Regions from separate parts of the Hordeum vulgare genome. Here region 1 is linked to region 2. Evidence: chromatin contacts called from public Hi-C data. All regions are on one chromosome and are shown on one strand. The core of a region is the stretch at or near the end of the contact, and the rest is flanking DNA. Distances in the headings are between cores, read along the strand shown. Region 1 holds the start of LOC123425689. Region 2 holds the start of LOC123425688 (protein FAR1-RELATED SEQUENCE 5-like).

The links. Hi-C and Micro-C count contacts between places; a contact is called where the count stands out from the background.
Region 1: a Hi-C map of seedling shows a contact between it and region 2, with 2.3 times the contacts expected there. The contact joins the promoter of LOC123425689 here to the promoter of LOC123425688 in region 2. A contact is called at or near these places in 2 of 6 Hi-C or Micro-C datasets (leaf and seedling) and 1 of 1 datasets of contacts at active chromatin or transcription factors (embryo).

The regions. Positions count from the first base shown.
Region 1 is chr2H:165,879,732-165,882,545 of MorexV3_pseudomolecules_assembly, forward strand. LOC123425689 reads left to right here and starts at 1,428. Exons shown (of 2, transcript XM_045109398.1): 1 at 1,428-2,131; 2 at 2,305-2,814. The coding sequence starts at 1,549. The coding sequence ends at 2,678.
Region 2 is chr2H:165,480,077-165,482,961 of MorexV3_pseudomolecules_assembly, forward strand. LOC123425688 (protein FAR1-RELATED SEQUENCE 5-like) reads right to left here and starts at 1,463. Exons shown (of 5, transcript XM_045109397.1): 1 at 1,128-1,463.

The DNA of each region.
Region 1 (2,814 bases), core at 178-2,677, 400 kb after region 2:
CGCGCGCCCCGTTTTCTTTCGCGTTTCCCATCATCGTGTGCCGAGACGGGCGTTAGAAAGTGCGCGCCGCACCGGGCGCATATGCTGCTGCGGGCGCAGTGGGCGGGCAGCCGAACAGGTGCCGTGCGTACGTGCTTCTTGAATCGCGCGTTCGGAGGTGGCAGCGCAAAAGCGCACGAGTTGCCGTGCGCTGTGACCGCGACCGTGTCAACCTGTGCGTCGAGTCATCACTACTTGGTAGCATACTAGATTAACTAACTCCGGTAGTAGAGTATGGAGTCAAAAAGAGAACGGAGCAGAAGCAGTAGTAATATAATTTGGATGCAGATTAGGTAAATATTTACTGTCAGAATCATCCTGGGTAGAGTAGTAGCAGTAGTAGTTGGTGTTGTACTCTACGTACACTACACTACACTTTGTAGGACGTCATGAGTACGTACGTAGCTTATAAACATGCAGCTCGATGTGTGTGAGGAAGGAAGAGGCTAGAACCGGTGCAGTGCACGGGGAAAGAGAAGACAAGATAGACACGAGAGCAAGCGACGGAGCTGCCGCCGATGAGCACGCGGTGCGGTGGCTGTGGCGGTGGCGTCCGTGATGTCATCTGAGCTGGACCATTTGCTCAGGCTAAAACGGCAGCGGACGCGGTTCGGCGCGACGGACCAGCCCGCGTGGCTGGGACCCGGAGACCCCCGGGCCCACGTAAACGGGCCGACTGCCCAGCGGGCCCCCCGCGTCCGCGTCCAACGGCTAGTTTCCCGACCGTTTGAAGATGGAAGCCCCTCTCAACAGTCATCATCATCATCATGTATTAATTCATCTACTACTCCGATCACTTCAGCCTTTACCATCTCTATCCAGGCTGTATCAATGAACCCACATGACATGATTGTGCAGTTGCCTAGAAGATACTACTCCCTTCGTCCCAAAATAAGTGTCTCAACTTTGTACTACTACCGTGCAAAAATGCTAGCATTTTACGCGGGCGCGAAAACATGTCACGATATCAACACTGTTACTGGTGTATCTACTACAGGAACAGAGTTGATTAAGATATGGGATTTTTTTTTTGCGGATGAAGATACGGGATTTCTTAATCAGCAGGTGAACAACAAACAGTTAGATTAAGCATGAGCACAGTAATAATAGTAATCGGGGAAGGTCGACGTCCACTCGTCTCCACCGGCCAAAGACCCCGCGGTCACACGGGCCACACTACTACAGTACTACTCATGATGACCCAGACCTTTCCGTCCCGTGCAACGGAAAAACGTGCGGCGAGCCTCTCCCGTGCATCCCCCGCCGTCCAAAGCCCTCATCCGACGGCTGGCATCTCACCGTCACCCCCCGCGCGGCCCGCGCGCACGGATACTCGATATTCGGCATGTGCTCCGCTATAAATCACCGCCCGCCCCGGTGCGCCCACCTCCGCTTGCTCGCTTCCATTCATTTCGCTCGCACAGACGCACCGCACGCACGGTCACGGTGAGTGGAGGGAGAAGGAAGGAGGACGGTCGGAAGGATTTAGGTGGCGGCTGCGAGGAGGCGATGGGGTGCGCGCGGACGGTGAAGGCCGGGGCGGCGGCCGCGGCGGCGATGCTGGTGGCCGCCGGAGTGAGGCTGGTGGGGCCTGCGGCGGCGGGGTTCGTGGCGGAGGAGATCCCTCGCGCGCAGGCGGCGGCGGCCACGTGGCTCACGCCGCCCTACCTGTACCTCGTCATCAACGCCATCATCATCTCCATCGCCGCGTCCTCGCGGTTCCAGACCAGCCGTTCGTCGACCGCACACGCCGCTGTGGGGACGGAGCCGCTTCCGGTACCCGCGCCGGCTCTGGCGATGCCGATGGACATGCCTGTACCTGTTGTGGCCGTGGTGATGGCGGCGCCCGATCCGGAGCCGCGTGTTCCGGAGGCCGTGCCGGTGGTCAAGACGCCCCCCGCGCCGGTGCCGGCGCCGGAGATGGAGGAGGAGGGTGAGGACTTCCTGATTTCAAGATCTGCATGGACGCCGCAGCGGAGGGTTACGAAGGCCGAGGTTGAGGTGGCACCGTTCGCGGACCTGACGAACAAGAGGGAGAAGCCGCTGTCCTCAGAGCGGTTCGGCCGGAAGGCGCCCAAGCCCAGCCCAGAAGGTAACAACAACGGACTGCCTGATACTCTGAGCAATTCGCCGAGCTGTTTAATTCCTCGACTATTCTGGCCTGCAAATGCAAATAGCAGAATTTCGCCGAATCTCGAGCGCTTTCGTGGAATTCCAGCAAGAGAAGAAATTTTGTATTGATGTCGACTGGGCGTGTCGTTGCAGGCAGCAGGGCGTTGCGGGTGTCGCGGCCGCGGAGGGAGGACACTCTGGAGAGCACGTGGAAGGCCATCACGGAGGGGCGAGCGCCGCCGCTGGCGCGGCACCTCAAGAAGTCGGACACCTTCGACACCCGCCCGGGCCGCCGTCCGTCCGGCGGCGGCGAGGAGGCGGCGCCCCCCGCGGCGACGATGCGCAAGGCGGAGACGTTCAACGACCCCGAGAGGAAGGTGCGCCGCGAGCCGTCGCTGGGGCAGGACGAGCTAAACCGGCGCGTGGAGGCCTTCATCAACAAGTTCAACATGGAGATGCGGCTGCAGCGGCAGGAGTCGCTGAAGCACTACAGCGAGATGGTCGGCAGCGGCGGCGGCCGTTACTGAAGACTGAAGAGGGTTGGTTCCTCCCATGAACTCGGATGGGAACAGCAAAGCAAGTTACTTTTTTGTTGTTGTTGTTGGGTGTGCTGCTCGTTTTTGGCTCTGGTTTCTGTTTCTTCTCTATAAGAAATGCTTCTGT
Region 2 (2,885 bases), core at 213-2,712:
GGGCTAACATTTTCACCGAGCTTACTAATGGACAAGAATGTCAGTACATATGTGTATATACATCTGTAAAAATAAGTTATTTGTGACATAAACTGTGAAAAAACCCGATTTAAGCAGATCAAACCACCCACCACATTCCCTACCGCGCAGCTCAATTATGAACACAATGGCCACCACTACGGATCAATCCCTAAAAAATCTAATCAGTTAACTAATATACCTAATTGTACCGACTCAGAACTTCCAAGCATGACAAATGGGACACCAAAGACCACGCCATTAACTCTATGCATTCGGTTTGGTAAATACCCTTTTCTGGTATGTACACTATCCATACTTGGGTAAATACGGTACTTCTATAAAACTAAAATGCGGTTTGGCTTTGGTTACGAAACTATTTCGGTTTGGCTTCGATAGATATCAAATTAACCAAAGTTGATGCAAATTTAAAAATGAGAGAACAATGTTTTCTTCCTGTCCTATCTATCTCTGAAGGTTCTGAACTTCCAATCCATACAATTGTCACAACAGGACTTGCATTAGACTAGCCATGACAATATGACATATAGTACTCCTACTTGCTAATTAATTAGCACTAGAAAACTAGATGTTAATGAAGGCATGGATGGATAAACTTCACAAACTAATTAGACACTGGGAGCAAACCTTATGATGTCAAGAACAAGTCAACTTTGGACCGTAGCACTAGCAGTCTAGCATTCCATATAAGGCTACAGAACATAACATAATATGTCTCACCATGAGTGTTCAGATAACGGTAATAACAGACAGAATAGAAGAACACAACGTCAGTATGTCACAACCTCCCATGGCCATGGAGTACGAGCATTACCACAATACCACTTGCCCACTTCACAAGATCGCAGCTTGGCACTAACTAGCACAGCTTAAGCAGCTTTACAGTTGTCAGCAACATTGTAAGTTCCTCTAAACATGTAAAAGTCAAGCGAAATAGCAACATCAATTTATGAAACATACATGTAAGACATGATATCGATGGAATTTCCATTGTTCAGAAACCTATTCGCAGCAAGAAGATCCCACTCATTGGCTCGTTCAACCTTGACATCATCCTAATAATTAACTAATTGAGGTACAGGAATTACCTGAAGCTTTACTAGGTTGTGCTTGTGCGGGGACGGAGAACGCCGGGAAGCAGGAGGCTGAAACCTGCGAGGGCCGGTGGGTACGGCGTCGGACGGGCAAGGAGCTGAGCAGGCCGCTCGCCGGACGGCGGAGCGGCGCCGAGGCGTGGCGATGCAGCGAGGTTGAGCGTAGGACGGCGAAGTGGCGCCGGCGGCGTGGCGAACTGGCGAAGCAGCGAGGCCGAGCTGTTGAGCCCCCAGTGGTGAGCACGCCGCCGTGGTGCTCACTATCGCTAGGGTTCGTCTGCCGGTCTGCCCGATGCGCTAGCTGCCGCTTCGGGTAAATCCTATCTGACGCTCAACGCGGCAGATACTCGGCATAGCGCAGGCTCACGCAGAGATGTCTAGCAGATCCGGTAAAAACGCAAATCGTAAAATTGAGATATGGATAAAAAAAATGCATTTTGATGATTTATTTTAACTACATTCGAATAAAAACTGTAAAACTGCGATAAAGAGATTCATCCTTCGGTCCGGCGGCCACCGTCCCTTTCTCCACCCGACCGTATCGGCTACGCCGGCCGCATCCAACCCCGTCACATGCGGCCCGTCGCCCGCCGACCGCGCCCCATCACCACGCCGACCGCGCCTAGCCACGGCTTGTCGCCCATACCTGGCCAAACGGGCCGGCACGGCCCGGCCCAGCCCGTCGTAATCATGCCCGACACGGCCCGTCCTAGGCCCGATTAATATACGGGCCGTGCCGTGCCGGCCCGCATGCTGGCCTCCCAGGCCCAAGCACGGCACGTGGCCTAATCGGGCCGGCCCGCGGCACGCCGGCCGATTTTATTAAAAAAAAAATCCCAGCCCCTCTCCCGCCCAGATCCTGTCCAAATCCTGCCCCCGCCCCCGCAGCCTTTCCCGCCCCCGCTCCCCCTTTCCCGCCCCTCGCGGCCGCCCTTTCCCGCCTCTCGCGGCTCGCGCCAGTTAGCGCGTCGCGTTGCATGCCCGCAAGCCCCGCACCGCCGCACGGCCGCTCCCATTGCTGCACAAAACACGTTCATGGCCACCTAATCGTGTCGGGCCGTGCCGGCACGCGGACTCGGGGTGGCAGCCCGGGCATGGCCCACAGCGTGCTCGTGCCTGGCCCGAGCACGATTAGCCTGTGCCGGGCCCGGCTCATGTCGTGCCTGGCCTACGGGCAGTCGGGCCGGCCCGGCAGGCACGACCCGTTTGGCCAGGTTTGTTGTCGCCCGTCGGCCATGCCTCGTCGCCTCCGTCGTCAACGCCTTGCTCTGTTGCCAGACGCGTCGGCCTAGTCGTGCTCCTTTGCCTGCCACGCTAGGAGAATTCCAGCGGCCAGGCTGAGGTCATGGGAGGCCATGGCGAGGTCGAGCTCATCCAATTCAAACCGGTGGCGATCGATTGCGGCATTCAACGACCTTTTCCGACGTACGGTGATGAATTCCAGCGAGTTTAGGGCGAATTCCGGCAAACTCCGGGGCGGCATGTTTGCTCCGATGAGGTTTGAACGGTATACGCCCCCCCTAGAATCGGCCTTACAACCTTCAAAAATAAGGGTTTTGGGTGTGGCTTTTCTGTGCCCCTTAAAAAAATTACAGGTTGGACCATTTTTACGGTTTCTATTCTTCACATATTTTACGATCAAAACTGTAAAACGCAAATTTTTTATGGGTTTGACCACTTATACGGGGTATGCTAGAAATGCTCTGAGCTATAGATTCAATAAAAACTTTAAAAAGTTGTTATGAGTTGTGA